Regions from separate parts of the Mus musculus genome. Here region 2 is linked to region 1. The links are chromatin contacts, called in public Hi-C maps. All regions are on one chromosome and are shown on one strand. The core of a region is the stretch at or near the end of the contact, and the rest is flanking DNA. Distances in the headings are between cores, read along the strand shown.

Region 1 (5,170 bases), core at 1,745-4,244:
AGAAAACAAAAGCAAGCAAGCAAACCTGTGCATAGCATCTCCAGTGGAGACTAGCTGGGAGGACAGAGGAGGCAGGGCACGTCCATCCTTCTTTCTGGCAGGAGGCGGCTTCTTCCAGGATGGACCACCTCCTCCCTGGCTCCAGCGTGATTTGCTCTGGTGAAGTCACTGCTTTGTGTCTTTCAGGTCTAATTCACTGACAGACTTTCTTGCTTTGACTCAGCTAACCAACCCAGCCTCTGTCTTCCTAAGTGCTCAGTAAAGCCTCATCATTTGATGAAAGCTGAACTCTGCTTTTTGGCTGGTACCCTGCACACTAATAACTTTAAATGGCTTTATGATTTTTTTTTTGTCATCTCTCTTCTACTAAGCTGCAAGCATCATGACACTGACACTGCCAATAAACACTTGTTAATGATCTCACAATTTATGAATGAACCCCACTTTACTACATTGGAGACATAGTACAACTAACTACTTCCAAGATGCTCCTGCTAGGTTTGAGAAAGTACCGATGTACCAGACCAGGCATATCACCACCGTTGGTGAGAAGCAGCATTTGTTGGCAGGAATAGCCATACGCTCCAAGATCATTTCAATTGTTCCAGAAACAGCATCTACAAAAGCATCTAAAACATAGAATTTTTATCTTTGCAGACTAAGTCAATGACAGATTCTAAGTGGACAAGATGAGATGCCAATGGACTCCCAAACTGGAATTCTAAATATCAGACTACAATCAGAAGGTTAAGAAGATATACCTAGCCCCCTGACTAATTTTCACACCCTAGTGCAAGTGACTGGGAAAGATGAATACTTAGTGCATGATACAGAAACTCAAACTCAACATTTATTCATGTTTGTTGTCCTAGGCACATCCCCCAAACTACAATGTAAGTAACACATTAAAATACACAGTTCAAGACCATCTACAAAATGAACTGGAACATTCTGAGGCTGCTAGTCAGGATTCTGAGACTGCTAGCCAGGATTTTCACAACAAGATCTGCAACTCTACAGATTTTTCTATATCACTGTTTTTGTTTGTTTGTTTGTTGTTTTGTTTTGTTTTGTTTTGTTTTGTTTTAAGGTGTAAAGAACATCAGGTCACCTACAAGCCATTGCTTGCGTTAGCCAAATATTTCAAACATAAGCACGCTAGCATATGCTGTACTGGAAAACATCTGAATTTTAATGTGAAAAAAAGCAGTTTATAAACATCACAGTTATGTCTTCACCTCATCAAGAACTATCCTCTCACAGCGGGCACTGTGGGAGCAATTTACCTAACACTCAAACTCTGGGAAATGCGGTCCCAACCCCGAAGATGTCAGCAGTCCATCCCATGTCTGCAGTCTCTCTCCTAGTAAACCATCTACTTATGTCTTTCACTGACTTTGGCTATAATAAATATTCTAGTACATGAAGGAAGGCCCACTATCTCTAGCACTGAAAGTCAGTATTACCTGTAACCTCCCCCTATGCAAAACAGCTAGTTAATATGGAAATAACCGGGTTATAAGAGAGAAAGATTGCTAATAATCTTGGTAACATTTTGTTGAAGGAGTTTGAGAACTAACTGAACTAGTTAAAATGCAGTTATACAGCGAATTCTTTTTATGACCAGAACCAAATAACTTGCTTTGTTTTATGTCAGATCTCATGCAACAAAAGAATTCCATTTTCCTTATTCATTCTCATAGGTCATGTAGGAAGTGACCACATCAGCCTCTTGACAGATTGCTTCCCTGGTAACAAAAGGGTATTTTATACCTAATTGCCCATAAAGACAGCTGAGTCCAAGCTAAGCATCTTCCATCTCTCTTCTCAATACATTCAGCAGTATGTTAAAGGGGGGTAGGGAGAGTATGCAACCCGGCGTTCGATTCTTAATAATTCACTCATTGCTAATTTCATCTTAACCCACTATGGGTCACCCAGAACTCAAAGACCCCATCGCCCGACAGGGTCAGGAAAGAGGCGTTTCTCTCCTAGTCTGGGGGAAAATAAAATCACAACTCGAGACACCTTCCAGGCCCCCAGACAGGGCCGGCAAAAGGCCCAGCCCCGGAGACCGGGCGGCGTCCCGGGTGTCCGCAGCCAGAGCCCCGGGCGGAGCCTCCCGCAGTGCCCGTTCTTACCCGCCAATCCGCCGCCGCCACCCCCGTCGCCCCCGTGGCCCTTCCTTCGTTGCAGAATGAAGTAGGGGTTGGCTCTCTCGGTGATCCACAGCGCGTTGGCCAGCAGTACCTCCTCCGGATTCACCCACATGGTCCTGGTGGCCGCGGGCAGTCGCACAAAGAGGCCCGCACACTGGCGCGCTCTCCCGGGCACACGCGCGCCCTCCCGCCCGTGGGTGCGGGGCCGCGACGGCCTTCAGCAGGCTGCGGCCCGCGGCTCCCGGCCCGCGACAAAGACCCAGCGGGCAGCCGGGAACGACGACGGGGATCGGGACCCAGCAAGTAGCATCCTCCCTACGGCTCCTCGCTCGCCAAGTGCACAGCCTCGCAGCCCGGCCCTGCCCACCGCAGGGCGAGCAAGCGTCGGGGCTCGGTCTCAGGGCGCGGCGGTGTTCAAGGGCGAGCTTGTGCGGGAATCCGAGCCCCCAGGGCGCCGTGATCACCAGCTGCCGAGCCCGAGATCACCGCTCGTGGACACTGCGCGTCGGGGCAACGAGCTGGAAGGACGCTCCCGGCGCTGGGAATGAATGACGACAGCGCGGCTCAGTCGCCGCGAGCCCGGGTGACCGCGGGTGGCTTCTCGCGAGCCCGGTAGGGACTGTGTGCGGAGCGCAGGGCCCCACGCCCATCCCAGCAGGGAGGAAGCTGCCCCGCTCCCAGAGCCTGCGTGTGGCGTGTGTATTCAAGGCTGACGCTCGGCGGGACAGCGCCACCCCTGCCCCGGAAACGTGTGTTCCCAGGTTCCAGACCTGGCTCTAGAGCCAGGAGTCCAAGGTGGACGCAGCCAATGGTTGGTAATGTTTTTGTTTCCTGCATCCCTGGATCAAGTCACGCGCTAAACTTGTCACCACCGGTGGCCACTCCCCTTCCATTCCTTTGTAATTAAAGTGGCCCAGCTAAATGCATTACATCACTTCTTTCCTTGACCTACAGGGCGTAAGCTATAGAGAAGTTGGAAACAGACCAAAAGCTTAAACCAACTAATTCTCCCCACAGCTGTTCCTATATTGGGCATTAGGAGCTTTGAGGGACACTAGCATTGTTTGTTTGTTTGTTTGTTTATGAAAATTAAACCAGAGGCACTCAGACCAGGCAACTTTATGCTTTTAACAATTTGTCTTTCCCTGCATTCCTGGAATCCCTTTCTGGTCTCAGCTCATTTACTGCGTATCGTACGCGACTAAATGCATTCACCCGAGAGATCGGAGAAATGTTTTCAGCCAAAGAGGTTTTCCTTTTCAGATGACCAGAGTTGTTGACTAGACTCTGCAATGGCCCAAAAGTTAGCCAATCGTGAGAATCTCCTCTTTTCAAATAACCAAACCATTCAAACACATTTTTTATGTGTGTACCTATGATTTAAATGTGTCCTTCCAACCCCAAATTCAGTCACTGTGACAGCATTAATCTGTGGGGCCATTAGAGGCAATTAGGCCGAGTGGGGTCCCTCATCAGGAATGGAGAAAGACACAGAAAGCAGCACACAGGAGTTGGGTTAGTTTATCCATCAGCTCAACTCTGTGAGGAAGCAGACAGAACCAGCAGCAGATGTGGCCCACATGGTTGTAGACTTACTGACCTTGACAACCATGCGAAATAAAAGTCTTTCCTTTAAGAGTTACTCATCTTGCCAGGTGTGGTGGCGCACGCCTTTAATCCCAGCACTCGGGAGGCAGAGGCAGGTGGATTTCTGAGTTCGGGGCCAGCCTGGTCTACAAAGTGAGTTCCAGGACAGCCAGGGCTACACAGAAAAACCCTGTCTCGAACAACAACAACAACAAAAAGAGTTACCATCTCAAGTATTTCATGACAACAGTACAGATGGACTAAGAGCGGTTTGGGTGTGTTTCTGACTGTGTTAAGGACTCTTCCAAGTAGCTGAATGAGCAAACTGGCAGCCATTCCATCAAGGCTTTGTGCCCAGCCCTGAGGGTGCTAAAGAAGTACAAGGCTCTCTTCCTGTCACCACAAGGGTCTTCTCCCTGATTTGTTTAATCATTTAGATACCTGTCCATTGACAGGGTCCCACTGTGTAGCCCAGAATGGCTTTGCACTCAAGAGCCTCTGGGCTCATGAAGCATAAGCATGAAGCTCTCTGGTTGGTCTGCACTAGCAACGGTCTGGCTTTTCACCTGTTTTTCATCTTCAGTCTCTTTAGGAGACAGACACTAGACCTTCAGGCCTTTAAAGATGCTCAACACAGTTAACAGACGCAGGTATGTTGCTTTGTGGCAGTATAATTTCTAAAACTACAATAAACCCGCCATGCTGAGAACGGAGACAGTGGGGCAGCCTGAACTCAAGTCTCTCCACCTTGAGAAAAGCATGCATTAGACTGTCTCACAGTTAAATCTAGCTTCTGTTTTTTTGTGGGTTTTTTCTGTCCTTTATGTCTTGGGTTTCTGTAATGTAGGCACTTCTATGGGCACAACGGAGAGAAAGTTTGTGCTTTCTGTCTTGTTTGGCAAACACAATAAAGATTGTTTTCCATTACCAATTTCTACTTCCTACATAGAAACTGAGGTATTGGGTTGTGGACCTAAATATTTGGTAATAGTTTGGCACTTTCAGTATTAAAATCAACAAGCAAAAAACAACAGGTACTTTCTGTAACTAGTATTTTTTTTTTCTTTTTTGAAACAGGATTTCTTTGTGTAGCCCTGGATGTCCTGGAACTCAAATGTAGACCAGGTTGGCCTCAAACTCAGAGATCTGCCTGCTTCTGTCTCTCAAATGATGGGATTAAAGGTCTTCTCCATAACTGCCCACCTTGTAAAGTAGCATTTTCAAAGAATCTACAAGGTCCCATAATCACACCATTTGTAGGATCCTTATCTTGATCACACACCTGGCTTGCTGGGCATGGTGGCGCACACCTTTAATCCCAGCAGAGGCGTTTGCACCTCTGAGAGTGAGTTCAAGGCCAGCCTATTCCACAGTGAGTTCCATGACAGACCAGGGCTACACAGAGAAACCCTTTTTCCAAAAAC
Region 2 (5,170 bases), core at 781-3,280, 41 kb before region 1:
GCCAGGACTCCAGCTATATCAATAATAACTGCACGTTGACTACACCGATTTCTTCTTCAGTCCGAAGAAGCAATAATGCCCTGTCTCCCACAACTCTTACATGCCTGTTTTCAAACATGTGGACTTCAGTTCAAGGCTGGAGAGCTGGAGGCAAGGATCTGCCACTGTCTAATAAGCATCTATGCCTATAGAGCATCGTTACATATAGACACCTTCCCATGGGAGAGCAGTGCACACTGGCAGCCATGGGCCTGAAGCACTTCACTCCCTACCTCCAAGATCCTGCCTTCAGGACTCAGCTTCTCCATCTTTGTTGGATCACTAACTAAAACCCCAATATCAGAAGGTTAATTACAGTGCCAGGTGTCAATTAGAGATACAGAAAACAACTGTTTAACCCAGAACCCCAGCGAGGGCTGACTAGAATTGCCCTCTCATCTTCTCTGAGTCTGCCTTCACCCCAGCACAACCATCTTCCACTAAGAACTAGATAAAAGCGGATACATACTTAATATTTAAAAGTACACAACTATTTATCACAGGGTCCATGCTGAAATATTTTATATAAGCAGTATAATATTGGGATATCCCATTAAATTAGAAATTTAAGACAGCTTTCTTTCTTTCTTTCTTTCTTTCTTTTTTTTTTTTTTTGCATGAAATTCAAAGCAGTAGATATTCAAACAGAGAACACTGCAAGCTGAGCCATGCTGTTGGCCACTCCGGTTAATAAATATTCACTTTCTGTGTTCACCAAAACCTCAGGCCTTCTCATACTTTTGTCAGTGACCAGATTGTTTTTCAGTATTTATCTGATTTTTATTACGTATATGCGTCTGTGTGTGCATGAGAGTGCAGGTGTCTACAGGGCAGAAGAAAGTGTCAGATCTCTTGGAGCTGGAGCTACAGGTGACTATGAGGCATCTGACATGGATGCTGGGAACTGAACTCAGGTCCTCTGCAAAAGTGGTGTGTGATCTTAACCACTGAGCCATCTCTCCAGATCCACTTTACCACGATTTCATCCCATTTGTATTCTGCCTGTTCTCAACTCTCATGCTACCTCTTTCTAACTCTTTCTCTCTGTCTCTGACTCTCTCTCCCTCTCCCTCTCTCCATCACATCTGTCCCCACAGTGCTAACTGCATTTATTTGAAAAATCTCTATACACCTTGCCTGGCACATTTCTGATCCTTCTCACAGGAAGTTTCTTGATTGTTGAATCTAATAGATTCTGCAGGGCTCACAGATTTGGCACTTTGATTGGAAGCCAGAAAGTCCTAAGCATGTGTTTGATAGAGAAATAAGCTAGGTATTTTTAAGTCTACATAAGTTATTCTAATGCTGTCTAAGCTGCAATGATACAAGTCAAGACTCCTGTATCCACCCTCTGTTCATTTAGAGCATTAGAAGATGAGTAATCTAGTCTGCGGAAAAAAGCAAAAGAGACAGGGAAGTGGGGGGAAAGGAAGAGAGGGATGGAGGAAAAGGAGGAGGGGAAGAAGGAGGAGGAGGAGGAGGAGGAGGAGGAGGAGGAGGAGGAGAAGAAGAAGAAGAAGAAGAAGAAGAAGAAGAAGAAGAAGAAGAAGAAGAAGAAGAAGAAGAAGAAGAAGAAGAAGAAGAAGGGGCTGGTGAGATGGCTCAGTGGGTTAGAGCACCCGACTGCTCTTCCGAAGGTCCAGAGTTCAAATCCCAGCAACCACATGGTGGCTCACAACCATCTGTAACGAGATCTGACTCCCTCTTCTGGTGTGTCTGAAGACAGCTACAGTGTACTTACATATAATAAATAAATAAATCTTTAAAAAAAAAAAAAAAAGAAGAAGAAAGAGAAGAAGAAGAAAAAAGAGAAGAAAAAGAAGAAAAAAGAGAAGAAGAAAACGAAGAAGAAGAAGAAAACCAGCAGCAGCAACAAGCAACAATCAGGATTTTCTTAGAAGTCTTTTTACTCCGAGTTCTGCAGTAGCTGTCATAACACTGCACCATCATTATCTCCCACACAAAGCGCTGTTTGAACAGCTGCTCTAGTCAGCTATTTCTGGTGTTAAACAATCTTTGATCGCCTGAGATAACGAAACCAAATTATGGCCCTCAAAATAACCATTGTCTGCATCTTCTGCTTCAGCTCAGGAGTATCTTACCAAGCAGCAGGAAACTCAGAAAAACGATGGGGAAGCGATGTGCCTAACCTTGGTGGAGGTGACTGGAGGGTCTGGGATCATGGTCACCCTCCACATCTGGAGCACTAGCAGAACTAGTGCAAGGTGGCTGGTCTACGGTGCTTCGAAAGATGCCCCTGTGGGGGAGGGGCAGGAATGTGTCAGGAGGGCGTGCATGTCATAGGAAGGTGCTAGTGATATCCATTCATCTACTTACGGATGATCACAGGCAACTTCACACAAAGCTGGGAGGGATCTGAAGCTCGCACAGTTGCCCTGCCTCTTCCTGAAGGTGCGACAAAGTATTGTTTAATAGGATATTAAATGCCATAGAAAAGTATTAAGAACTTGGAAATTACACGGGCCATTCCGGGTGTGGGTTCACGTCTTCAAGGGAAGACAATGTAGTGCACACAGCAAAGTGCTTCTGTGTTCCTACAATACTAAGGTTACAAACCTAAGGGTTTCTCCAGACCCTTATATCACTTCCATTGGCCCATGTGTGTGTGCATGTGTTAACACTGATGTGTTTTGTAATGTATATGTGTGATATATTTTTAAAAAGTAGATACCCTGGGGGCTAGGAATGCAGCTCAGTTAAAGTGTGCCTGCCACACAGGGGCCCTGGATTCACTCCTCCATAACTATATAAGCCACAATGACAGCAATAATCCCAGGATAACAGCACACATATGTAATCCAATGACAGTACACATCTGTAACCCCAGGCCTTGGGAGGTAGGGGCAAGAGGATAAGTTCAAGGTCATCCTAAGTTAAGTCGTGATCTCTAGGTCAAATCACCACCAACAACAACAAGGAAGGTACTGCTCAATTTTTAAATCTTCTAATAAATTTGATTAGTTTACTTTAATCATGCACTATTTCCCTACGTAAGTATGCCCTGACATTCATTTTCCTAGGGAAGGCCATTTGAACTTATCACACGCACCTCTTTTTACAATAATAGTCATGCAATTATACTCTAGATAATAAATCTTAAGGCACCTGAGCACATTTCTTTGGAACGGGTTTGCTGGGTACCACAGTAAGTGTATCTCTAAATCTTAGCTATTGCAGACTATTCCTAAAGGTGGCCACGCTGATTTTTGTCTATCAAAGAACCTGATAGTATCTGTTTTCCCATGACACCCCCCAACAAGACTTATTTGTTTTTAGTCAATCTAAACAGTTTTTTAAAAAATGGTATCTACATGCTGTGTGTTTCAATTTGCATGTCTCTGGTGATTCAGAAGCCAATGACGTTGGCCTGTTCGTTCCGTGTGTTCTGCTGTTCCTCCTGTACCGACATTGGTTGAAGGGGATCAGGATGGATCTTCAGAGACCTCGACTGGCACACACAGTCCATTTCTATGCACGTCAGCAAGGCTTCAGTTCTCATTGTAAAGATAGAGAAGCAGTATGCCCAGGCTTCCATTGTGGATTGATGTATATGCAGCCCCAAAGATCACATCTATGCCTGTCTTCTTATCTGGGGCAATGGAAGGTTTCTGGAGGGTCTCCAGGCTGCACCTTATTCTAGTTCCTCCTCCCTGGATGTAAACGATCGCTCCCAGGACATCTTAGCACGTATGCAAGCACCATGATACAGCACAGAAGTAATTAAGGAAAACCGTGGAGAGCCCACCCCTGATAACTCCCCAGGATGCCAGTTTTACATCCCTTTCAGGGAGGACATGTGCCTGCTGATTTGTTTTTAATGTCTTCAAGGCATTGCCCGGTGTGTCAAGTGGTCTGAAATTTCTGTGCTTTTATTTTCTCCTTCCTAGTTTATTTCTATACTTCCCACTATCTATAAGGTTTACCCAGCTTATGGGTATTAGCATTTAGTCTAGGCTCCACCCCACAGCCACCTGACAACAGCCTCTCTCTCTCTCTCTCTCTCTCTCTCTCTCTCTCTCTCTCTCTGTCTTTACTACAGTCTCAACTCCTCTCCCCATGCCCTGAATAAACTCTATTCTATACCTTAGAGGGGGAAGGGATGCCTCAGCATGGAGCGGCAGAGTCACTCCCTCCCTGACACCTTACCTCGCTTCCACCAAATATTATCTCTTCTATCTTTTTATAAAACACAACAACAAGTACTACTTCTTTTCAGTAGTCTTCCTAGGTCAACAGCCAATAGGACCTACTCCCGAGGGTCCTGGGAGCTAACCACTCCCTTTTCTGTCCTCTGGAAATCACCTTTCACTTTATACTACTACAGGAATTAGCACCTCGTTTGCCAATTGAAAATCCCTAAGTGTCATGTTCCTCCTGTGAGTTCTTTGAGGGAACGCACTCAGTGTGAAAGTCCCAAATGGTATTCAGAACATGGAGCCGGCTGTTAGTGCAGTGTCCAAAACAATAGAACCTTCAAGCTTCCGATGGACCATTAGCACAAGCCAAGGGTCGCTTCCAGACTTACTCATCTTCATAGCAGTTCTCAGCAGAACAAACTTTAACGAGTCTGCCTTAGATAATTAAAAATGAAAGATCACACAGTCAAAGGAGACTGGACATAGGAAGGCCAGAAACTCCATTTCAAAGGGGTGGTACTCAAATGTATGTGAAGAAACCATTTTCTCTAATTTCAGCATCGGTTTGAGATTCATCTATGACTAACTGGGTCAAAAGCAGAGAATTTTAAGGGAAAAGACAATTGAAAAGCACAGTTGAGTTACAACAAAAAGGAGTACTCTTATGATCTTGTGTTGGGCCAGTTTCACCGCTGTGCTTAGCTGCTGTGTTCAGGAGGAGAGGCTGTGCTGAGCAGTTGGCAGCAAAAGCAAAACTGCCAAAAGCCTTCGGACCGCAGTGACAGGTTTGTCCTCTGTACACAAGTGGTTTGCAGAGCTTCCTGGCGATGGCTGACAGCATGGCAAGGGTGCAGGGATCAACTGCCAGGAGCGCCGGGCTTGCCAGATGAGCACCGACAGCCCCTGACTATGCATGCACCTGGGTTCACGATGGTTCTGGAGGTCAAGGTGGCCAACAACATGGTGCACGCTGG

Evidence for each region. A called contact is a pair of places that touch in the nucleus more often than the background predicts.
Region 2: a Hi-C map of cortical neurons shows a contact between it and region 1, with 1.5 times the contacts expected there. The contact joins the enhancer-like site here to the promoter of Tbc1d9 in region 1. A contact is called at or near these places in 1 of 15 datasets of contacts at CTCF or cohesin (the NIH/3T3 cell line), 10 of 484 Hi-C or Micro-C datasets (brain, cerebellar granule neurons, cerebellum and 4 more), 4 of 115 datasets of contacts at active chromatin or transcription factors (a beta-TC-6 cell line, bone marrow-derived macrophages, embryonic stem cells and 1 more) and 3 of 9 other capture datasets (adipose tissue, liver and pancreatic islet).

The regions. Positions count from the first base shown.
Region 1 is chr8:83,163,176-83,168,345 of GRCm38.p6, reverse strand. Tbc1d9 (TBC1 domain family, member 9) reads right to left here and starts at 2,994. Exons shown (of 21, transcript NM_001111304.1): 1 at 2,142-2,994. The coding sequence starts at 2,271.
Region 2 is chr8:83,202,986-83,208,155 of GRCm38.p6, reverse strand. The region is part of intron 1 of Tbc1d9 (TBC1 domain family, member 9); the gene reads right to left. Among named protein-coding and RNA genes, the nearest start is that of Gm42027, 17 kb to the left of the region's middle. Within about 2 kb of position 2,030, at least 18 of the 459 cell types and tissues checked have an H3K27ac peak or open chromatin away from gene starts, as enhancers often do. A contact at or near this core is called in brain, cortical neurons and pancreatic islet, where this site is marked.